Regions from separate parts of the Sus scrofa genome. Here region 1 is linked to region 2. A link is a contact called in public HiChIP or PLAC-seq data. All regions are on one chromosome and are shown on one strand. The core of a region is the stretch at or near the end of the contact, and the rest is flanking DNA. Distances in the headings are between cores, read along the strand shown. Region 1 overlaps UBE2V1 (ubiquitin conjugating enzyme E2 V1). Region 2 has its middle 7.0 kb from the start of SNAI1.

What was found. HiChIP or PLAC-seq counts read pairs in DNA pulled down with a chosen protein or histone mark.
Region 1: a contact with region 2 is called in an H3K27ac HiChIP or PLAC-seq map of alveolar macrophages. The contact joins two enhancer-like sites. A contact is called at or near these places in 1 of 5 promoter capture datasets (fetal skeletal muscle) and 2 of 2 datasets of contacts at active chromatin or transcription factors (alveolar macrophages and skeletal muscle).

Annotation. Positions count from the first base shown.
Region 1 is chr17:51,652,597-51,657,247 of Sscrofa11.1, reverse strand. The region is part of intron 1 of UBE2V1 (ubiquitin conjugating enzyme E2 V1); the gene reads left to right. Among named protein-coding and RNA genes, the nearest start is that of UBE2V1, 9.6 kb to the left of the region's middle. Within about 2 kb of position 2,272, at least 12 of the 83 cell types and tissues checked have an H3K27ac peak or open chromatin away from gene starts, as enhancers often do. A contact at or near this core is called in alveolar macrophages, where this site is marked.
Region 2 is chr17:51,537,095-51,541,892 of Sscrofa11.1, reverse strand. No RefSeq gene overlaps it. Among named protein-coding and RNA genes, the nearest start is that of SNAI1, 7.0 kb to the left of the region's middle. Within about 2 kb of position 1,877, at least 14 of the 83 cell types and tissues checked have an H3K27ac peak or open chromatin away from gene starts, as enhancers often do. A contact at or near this core is called in alveolar macrophages, where this site is marked.

The DNA of each region.
Region 1 (4,651 bases), core at 1,023-3,522, 110 kb before region 2:
ATGTTTTACTAGGGCATGGTGTAAAACCCTATCAAATATTCATGCTTTTTCAACCTGGTTGTCATATTTTCTTTATAATATCCTGCAGCTGCTGACTTTTCAGTTTATATTTAGCCAAGAGAATAACTGGCTGACTTTTGATATTGACACAGATCCAGGAAAAATCCTTCTGAAAAGAATTCTGAAGTAACAGGAACCAATGCTTTCTTTTTTAAAATATCTTGGATTACTGTGTTATTTTAGCACCTTGATAAAGTTATCTTAACATTTGCATAGTTAACTTTTTGATAGTTACAGTTTGTTAACAAGAGTCCATTTTTACATCCTCTGTATTAATATTGTCTCTTGAAGCTGTTTCTCCACCTTTTAGGTGTCAGGTTAACACAGAAATTTTAGGATTCCTAAAATTTAGGTTGAGTCACCCTGGGAAGAAAACATTAAAGAGTAATACTGAGTTTTTCTGATTCGTTCTTGGTTTTTGACATACACGGGTTTAATTTTTTTTTTTTCCAGCTTTTTGACTTTTTGCTGTTTCTTGGGCCGCTCCCGTGGCATATGGAGGTTCCCAGGCTAGAGGTCAAATCAGAGCTGTAGCCACCAGCCTACGCGAGAGCCACAGCAACGTGGGATCCGAGCCGAGTCTGAGACCTATACCACAGCTCACAGCAATGCTGGATCCTTAACCCACTGAGCAAGGCCAGGGATCCAACCTGCAACCTCATGGTTCCTAGTCGAATTCATTAACCATTGAACCATGACGGGAACTCCTAATTTTTAATATGTTCACTGAAATCTTTTGTTTAACGTGTCATGATTTTGAGCTAATTCTCCTCCCTTGGGATGGGATGAAGTCCTCCGTGTAGCTGATAGACTCACAAGGTGTACAGGATTCCTGAATTCCACCAATGTTTGAATTTACGTCCCTAGGCTAGCCCCCGAAATTCTAGAACAAGGGTATGGTCAGTCCAGTTGGAGTTAGATGCGCTTGCTTGTTAGAAAATAAGGTGCCTTAACTTTGTATGCAGTTTCTAAATGGTTGGAATATCAGTGACATGCTCTCAAATATATTTTTATGAAACAGATCAGTTTGTAGTGAAGAATTCTTGACTTGGAGTTCCTGTTGTGGTGCAGCAGAAATGAATCTAATATCCAGAAGGATGCAGGTTTGATCCCTGGCCCTGCTTAGTGGTCAGGGATCTGGCATTGCTGTGAGCTGTGAGGTGGATTGCAGAAGTGGCTTGGATCTCGCGTGGCTGTGGCTGTAGCCAGCAGCTGCAGCTCCAGTTTGATCCCTGGCCTGGGAACCTCCATACGCTTCGGGTGCAGCCCTAAGAAACAAAAAACAAAAAAAAGAAAAGAAAGAAAAAGAATCCTTGACTTGTGTGCTTTGGGGGGAAAACCGGTTTTCCCTCATTTCTTTCTTTTATTTATTTATTTATTTATTTTGTCTTTTTGCCATTTCTTGGGCCGCTCCTGTGGCATATGGAGTTTCCCAGGCTAGGGGTCCAGTCAGAGCTGTAAACCCCTTTGATAACATCATGCCACAGCCACAGCAACGCGGGATCCAAGCTGCATCTGCGACCTACACCACAGCTCACAGCAACGCCAGATAACCACTGAGCAAGGCCAGGGATACAAACCCACAACCTCATGGTTGCTAATCAGATTCGTTAACCACTGAGCCACGACGGGATCCCCTCATTTATTTCTCTTAAAGTAAGTTTCCCTAAAAGTGTGTGTCTGTCTGTCTGTCTGTCTTTTTAGGGCCATACCTGCGGCATGTGGAGGTTCCCAGGCTAGGGGTTGAATCAGAGCTGTAGCCGGCCTACGCCACAGCCACAGCAACTTGGGATCCCAGCCAAGTCTGCGACCTACACCATAGCTCATAGCAATGCCGGATCCTTACCCCACAGAGCAAGGCCAGGGATTGAACCCACATCCTCATGGATACTAGTCGGGTTCGTTAACCACTAAGCCAGAATTCCCATATTTCCCTAAAAGTCTTGATCACACTTCATTAAAAAATAAAACTACTTACCAAATTTTAATTATGTCAAAATAAAAAACCTTAGGTACCTCAGTTATATGGTATCAGTGTCCAATATCTTGGCCGCAGTAGAGCATATTAGAGTTTACGGTGAAAAAGGAAGAGATACTGCCTTTTCTTCAATCAGAAACATTTATTGAGGATCATTACATACCAAGAAGCATACTGGGTTCTGGGGAGAAAGGATTGAATGAGTCATGACTCTAACTTGAGAAGCTCCAAGAGTGAGTCAGACAACAAAAAGAAAATGAAATTTAAAGAAAAAGAGAAGGTCCAGAACAGACATTGTGTGAGGGTAAAGGAACTTGGGGGTGAGGGGGAGCTCTAAGAGTACCAGTACCTCTGCAGCCTGACTGCTCAGCTCCTTATTGAAGATTTGTGTTTCTTCTTAAGATCATTGTATTCAAAATTTAATGTATAGCTTTTCTTGGGCTATTTAAAATCCATACTAAACCCCTTTGATAACATCATCATTTTAGAACTCTCCTTTAATAGTTCTATGAATGTTTCCTTGCTGTATTCCCAGAAATAGACCAGAGTTAGAATTTTGTGACATTGAGCATTGTTCATACTGGAATAATAACCCTGGCTGACACCCAGCCACCCATTCATTCATTCAGCAAGCATTTGAATGCATGCTCTGGCAAAGCACTCTTTGACGTGTTGGAAATTCAGCAGTGAACAAAGCAGCGAAATTTTACTCTCATATTCAGATGGGAGAGACAGACAATAAACAATTAATGAAGTGGAAATGAATACTGTACATTTAAAATGTCAAGTGGTAATGATGCTGTGAAGAAAAATAAAGTAAGATAAGGGAATGGGAATTTAGATGAAGAATAAGGGAGCCAGCCAGCCATTCCCAGAGCTGGGACCTAAAATTCTGGGGCGAAGGAACAGCAGAGCACGAAAGGCCAACTCAGGTTGCCTATTCAGGAACTTCAAGAAGGATGGTATGGCTGAAGGAGGGTGAGCAAGCAAGGGGGAAGGTGACAGGACAGGGTGCTGGGAAGCAGGTGGGGGTCTGTGGGGAAGGCAAGGAGTCTGGATGCTAGTTGTAAGGGCGAGCCAGTGGAGGGCTTTGAGAAAGGGGAGTGATGGGATCTAAACTTACCAGTAAAAGGCTCACTGCAGAGAATAGACTGTAGGTAGACCAAGAAAACAGGAAGCTGAGGTGGCCTGCTCTGCAGTGGTCACAGTGGGAACAGTGAAAATGATCATCTGGGGGATGTATTTGGAAATAGGTTCGATATGGGCTGTGAGGGGAAGATTTCGTATCATGACTCCAGAATTTCTAGCCAGAGAAATCTGTGCCATATACTGAGATTCAGGAGTACATAGTAGTTTTTGTTTTTTGAGGCGTGCAAGGGACTTTTCTTGGGAATTATTTTAAGTTGGAGAGGCCTATTAGGCATCTACGTGGAGATGTCTAGGAGGCTGTTAATTGGAAATATAAATTAGAGAGTTATTAGCTTCCTTGATCTGGATAAAATCACTTGAGTAGGGCAGAAAAGCAGGGGTTAGTGGGCTGTGCCCCAAAGCCCGGCAAACCAGTGTTTGGAGGTCAAGGAGGTGAGGCCTCTTAGCCAGTGAGGAAGGAAGTGAAGCTGAGGCTGGGGGAAGAAGGAGGGAGTTGCCAGGTGCAGCTGAGAGCTCCAGGGACTTGGGGCGGGGACTGAGAACTGACCACAGGATTTGGCTAGTGAGTGCTGCCTGGTGCCCTTGGCGAGAACACTTTGGGTGAGTGACTAGCTAGAAAAGCCTGATTGGAGTGGGTGCAAGTAGGGTGAAGAATTGCAGACACGGGGTCTGGACAGCCCTTTTAAGTTGTTTTGCTAAAAAGGAACAAAGAAATGAGATGGTAGCTAGAAGGGGATATGAGGTCAGGTGAGGCGTTTGGGGGTTTTATTTTATGGTGGTTAATACAGTGTGCCAGAGAAGGTGATTTAGTCCCTGTGCCAGCTGTTCCACAAAGTGCTCAGCAGGTTTTACCTCATTTATTCTTCCTCGCCGCCGCCTGCAGAGGCAGGGCGTATTGGGACCCCTGTTATGCTGACGTCAGGGTAATTTGCACGGTCACTCAGCTAGATTGCTAGAAAGTTGCGGAGCCAAGGACTTGATCCTAGGTCTGTGCTGTCAATCCCCTGCTGAGAGATTATAGAATTTTCTCCTAAGTATGTATGCTGTGATTCTTATTTGTGGGAGAGAGCTTTGCCATTACTCTGAACAGCCTGTTTCAGAGAGAGTGGTCCACTAACTTTCCTTACGTTTGTGTTTCTACTTCCTTGGCATCTAAAAATCATTTATGTGAGTACACACATACAAGGAAGCATGGGTCGACTTTGTGTTAATCGTCTTTAAAATAGAGTGTGCATACCTTTTTATCCTTTGCTCAATTTTTAAATTTTTCAGCAAATATTTATCTAAAGCCTACCACAAAGGCTAGTTTGGGGTGGGGGTTAATGGAGAAATATTAGAAACAGTTTTTTTATTTCTCTCTTTTTTGGGGGGGGGCACTCCCTCGGGGCATGCAGAAGTTCCCAGGCCAGGGATCAAACCCAGGCCACAGCAGTGAGGATGCTAGATCCTTAACCTGCTACATCA
Region 2 (4,798 bases), core at 628-3,127:
CCCACAAGCTAGTCTTTCCTCCCAAGTAACTATATTGTGTACCTTGAAAGTTGCTCCATCATGTCATGTGGCTCCCTTCATCTGTTGCAGAATGGCACACTTTCTCATTGTATGGATTATACCACAATCACACAATTTATCTAACAAGAGGACTTGTGATAGGCATTTAGATTAGAATACAATTTTTTTTTTTTTTTTGGTCTTTTTGCCTTTTCTAGGGCCGCTTCCCACGGCATATGGAGATTCCCAGGCCAGGGGTGTAATTGGAGCTGTAGCCACTGGCCTACACCAGAGCCCCAGCAACATGGGATCCGAGCCGCATCTGTGACCTACACCACAGCTCACAGCAACGCCGGATCCTTAACCCACTGAGCGAGGGCAGGGATCAAATCCGTAACCTCATGGTTCCTAGTCAGATTCGTTAACCACTGAGCTACGACGGGAACTCCTAGAATACAATTTTTTGCTGTTACAAACAAGGTGGCAATTTCAGTGACTCTCTTGTATTGCACACATAATTGCACCCAAAAATTATGTTACAAAAAGTGTTAGCAAATGCCCTCTAACGAGGTTAAAGTAAATCATTCTTCCACCAACAGGGAGATGGGGGACTTTTCTCAAAACCTGGTGGAAGTACGGTATTGTCAAATTTTGTCTTTTTTTTTTTTTTTGGTCTCTCGTCTTTTTAGGGCTGCACCTGAGGCATATGGAGGTTCCCAGGCTAGGGGTTGAATTGGAACTGCAGCTGCTCAGGCCTCATCTGTGACCTACACCATAGCTCACGGCAACACCAGCTCTGGATCCTTAACCCACTGAGCGAGGCTGGGGATGGAAGAACCCGAAGAACTGTGTCCTCGTGGATCCTAGTCTCAGTTCGTTAACCCCTGAGCCATAATGGGAACTCCTCAAATTTTATCTTTTCCCATCTGATAAGGGAAAGTGAGAGCTTCTAGTTACAATCTGCATTTACATGCTTGGGTGGAGCAATTTTCCATACTCCAAAGCCGTTTATTTTTTCTCTGTGTCCCGAATGAGCCCTGTGTGTCCTTTGGTCACTGAGTTGATGAACTTCCTAATCACTAAAAACTGTATGTTAGGCTAACTGCCCCCTCGATTAGATCATCATTCGGTGAGTGGATCAATCAGCGTTAATCTCAAACAGGAAGAAGACATTGTCCATGGAAAGTTCAATGAACAAAACCAGGCTCAACCTCCTTCCTTATCCTTGATTTAAAAAATAAAACCTCTTGAGTGTCTCTCACCTGCCTGAACACACACAGTGATTCAACCTTGGGCCTGACTCAGAAGGCCCTCTGTGAAGGAATCAAAGTCATCATCCTAGGACACAAAAGGCTTTCAAGGGAAGTTGGGTGTGGCCCAGGGCTGAGAGCTCCAAGAAAAGCTAGATAAATCCTTTTTATTCCAATCTGCTGAGCACCTGCTGTGTGCAAGTCTCTGTGCAGGAGGCTCACCTACATAGGTGTCCCTTTAGCATCCCCAAGTGGTATTGGACACTCCTGCACTGGAGCCAAGGTCCACGTGGGGACCAGTTAATACCTTATAGTGCAGTCAGATTAGCCCCCTGTCAAAAAGGAGAAAGTTCTATAGGTAATGGGTGTGGAATCAGATGGAGTGGAGTTCTCATGTGGCACAGCTGGTTAAGGACCTGGCATTGTCACCGCAGCAGCTGGGATCACTGCTGTGCCAGTTCAGTCCTGGGCCCCAGAACTTCCACATGGCACAGGAGTGGCCAAAAAAAAAAAAAAAGAGAGAGAGTGCAAGAGAGAGACATCAAGTGGTAAACAGCAAGGCCCAGAATAGCACACACAATATGATAATAGTTTGCGCATAAAGAGGAAGCGATGTGTGGGTATTTCTTAGAAACAACCCTTGGAGGGAGAACTAGAAACTAGTCCGGGGTGGGGGAGGGTTGTCTCTGAGGAGGGGACCTGGGTGGCAGCCTGGCAGGAGGAGGAAGGATCTTTTACGACACGCATTTCCTGTGTCTTAAAAATCATTTTTAAACACTTGCAACTATTAATGTCATTACTTTTTTTCTTTTTTTCAGCCAGCCCGTGGCAGATGGAGTTCCCTGGCTAGGGATCAGATCTGAGCCACGATTGCAGCAACTCCAGGTCCTTAAGCCACTGTGCAGCACCGGGGATCCAGAGACCCAGAGACCCCACCTATTGCTTTGCACCACAGCAGGAACTCCATTTACTTTTTTTTCCAGCTCATCAGCAGGTGGAAGTTTCTAAGCCAGGGATTGAAACTGCACTACAGCAGTGAAGTGACCTGAGCCACAGCAGGGACGATGTCAGATCCTTAACCTGCCTGGTCACCAGGGTATGAATCAGTTATTTCACAGGCATGTGTCACTATTTCAAATACTTTGTCATGAAAAAACCCCAGCCACAAAATCCAGGCAAATATTGACTGCCAGCCGCTGTGATCTCGTTTCTTTATCTAGTGAATATGGGTAATAAGTAGGGGACAACTGTCCTGGTTTGCCCAGGACTGAGGGTTTCTGGAACAATCCCAGGCAACCGGGAAGAGGGGATTGCCCTGGTTAAATGGCAGGTATCGAGGCCTTGAGGGTGGATGTGTCAGGGCTGAGTGGGGCCCTGAAGCTAGACCTCTCCACACCTGCTGAGCCAACATCTCACCCGGAGAGCCACTGATGCTCCAGACCTGACGCAGGCCCTAGCGATCTTGCTACCATGCCGAGCACGGCTTGCCAGCTAATCTCCACGCATTTGCCAAAGGGGCTCACATCCATTATCTCACAGACTATCTCGCACACTAATTTGCCCTGGCAGCCTCGCCCCTCAGACTGCACTGATATCACCTGTTATCTCCACTTCCTGGCAGAAGGAGGAACCTGTTTCCAGGAAAAGCCCCAGGGCCTCTTCGCTCCCCACCTGCACCCATCTTTCACACCTGGAGACCTCTGTGCATCTCTGGACCACTAGGTGTGGGTGATGTTGCCGAAGAGGGGAACGTGAGAACAAATGATTTCCTTAGGTCGAAATAACATCCAAACCCTGCTCTTGGCTCACCTCGCCCGGCGGGCTCTTCTCCTCCACTCTCCCCGCATTCATCTGCTTCAGACTCATCGGGCCCTCTTGCCTCCTCTTCACACAGGTTCTTTTCCACAGCAGGGCCTTTGCACTTGTGGTTCTCCCCCAGATCTTCCCAGAGCTGCTCTCAGGTCACTCATCACCTCTGAGATGCTCAAGTCGTCACCCTCTCACTGCTGCCACAGTGGCTATGTGACCCCCCGCAGCAAGCCCTGAGTGGTAAGCAAGGGTATTAACCCCTTTTACCAGTAAGAAAACTGAGGCTCAGAGAAGTGACAGGCTATTATGCCCGAGTCACAGTAACCCAGTGATGGAAAGCCCCTGGTCTAGTGTCTAGCGGGCCAGGATCTTATAATGAACCGGCCGGGTCACAAACAAGCCCCGGCACCCGGAGCTCACAGGGGAGGAAGAGCGGTACTGGGCTCCCCACCAACCCAGAGGGGCCCAGGTGAGTCAGAAGGGTGAGACTGACTGACTTCAGGCTGAGGTCACAGGATGGGCAGGTGTGAGAGGAAGTGAGCAGACATTCTGGGCAGCAGTGACCACTGGCCACCGTGATTAGAGAGCCCGGGGCAGATGAGTGTTCCAGGGTGTGAAAGCAGTTCAGGTGGCAGAGGCTTCAGGACGGAGAGAGCCCTAGGCCCCTTAGAATTTCTGAGATTGCCAGTCTTTTTTGGCTGTGCCTGTGGAATGTGGAAGTTCCCAGGCCAGGGATTGAACTCATGGCACAGTGACAATGTCAGATACTTACCCCGCTGTGCCACAAGGAAACGCCTTGCCTTTTTTTTTTTTTTTTTTTGCTTTTTAGGGCCACACCCACAGCATATGGAGGGTCCCAGGCTAGGGGTCCAACTGGAGCTACAGCTGCCGGCCTCCGCCACAGCCACAGTAATGCCAGATCCAAGTCGTGTCTGTGACCTACACCACAGCTCATGGAAATGCCAGGTCCTTAACTCACTAACGAGACCACGGATCAAACCCGAATCCTCATGCATACTAGTCAGATTGTTTCTGCTGCACCACAACAGGAATTCCTCTTTTTTTTTCCGCTGGCCACACTCTTGGCATATGGAAGTTTCAGGATCGTATCTGAGACCTACACTGAAGCTGTGGCAATGCCAGATCCTTAACCCACCGCAACAGCCAGGGGTCAATCCCTCACCCCGGCAGTGACTTCAAGCCACTGCAGTCAGATTCTGAACCCACTGCACCACAGCAGGAACTCCTGCTGCTCTTTTTTAAAATTAGAAATGTTCAAATGGAGTTTAGAAAACTGTGGTTTGGTTTTAATATTTTTATTGACTACATGAACACTTCTAAGACATATACACGGGAGTTCCCATCGTGGCGCAGTGGTTAACGAATCCGACTAGGAACCATGAGGTTGCGGGTTCGGTCCCTGCCCTTGCTCAGTGGGTTAAGGATCCGGCGTTGCCGTGAGCTGTGGTGTAGGTTGCAGACGCGGCTCGGATCCCGAGTTGCTGTGGCTCTGGCGTAGGCCAGTGGCTACAGCTCCGATTCAACCCTAGCCTGGGAACCTCCATATGCCGCGGGAGCGGCCCAAGAAATAGCAACAACAACAACAACAACAAAAGACAAAAAAAAAAAAAAAAAAAAAAAAAGACATATACACGAATGACCGCAGAGTACAAAGCTGAGGTTCCAACCTAGCCCCACCACCTGTGGTTCTGTGACCCTGGATAGGCCTCTTCCCTTGA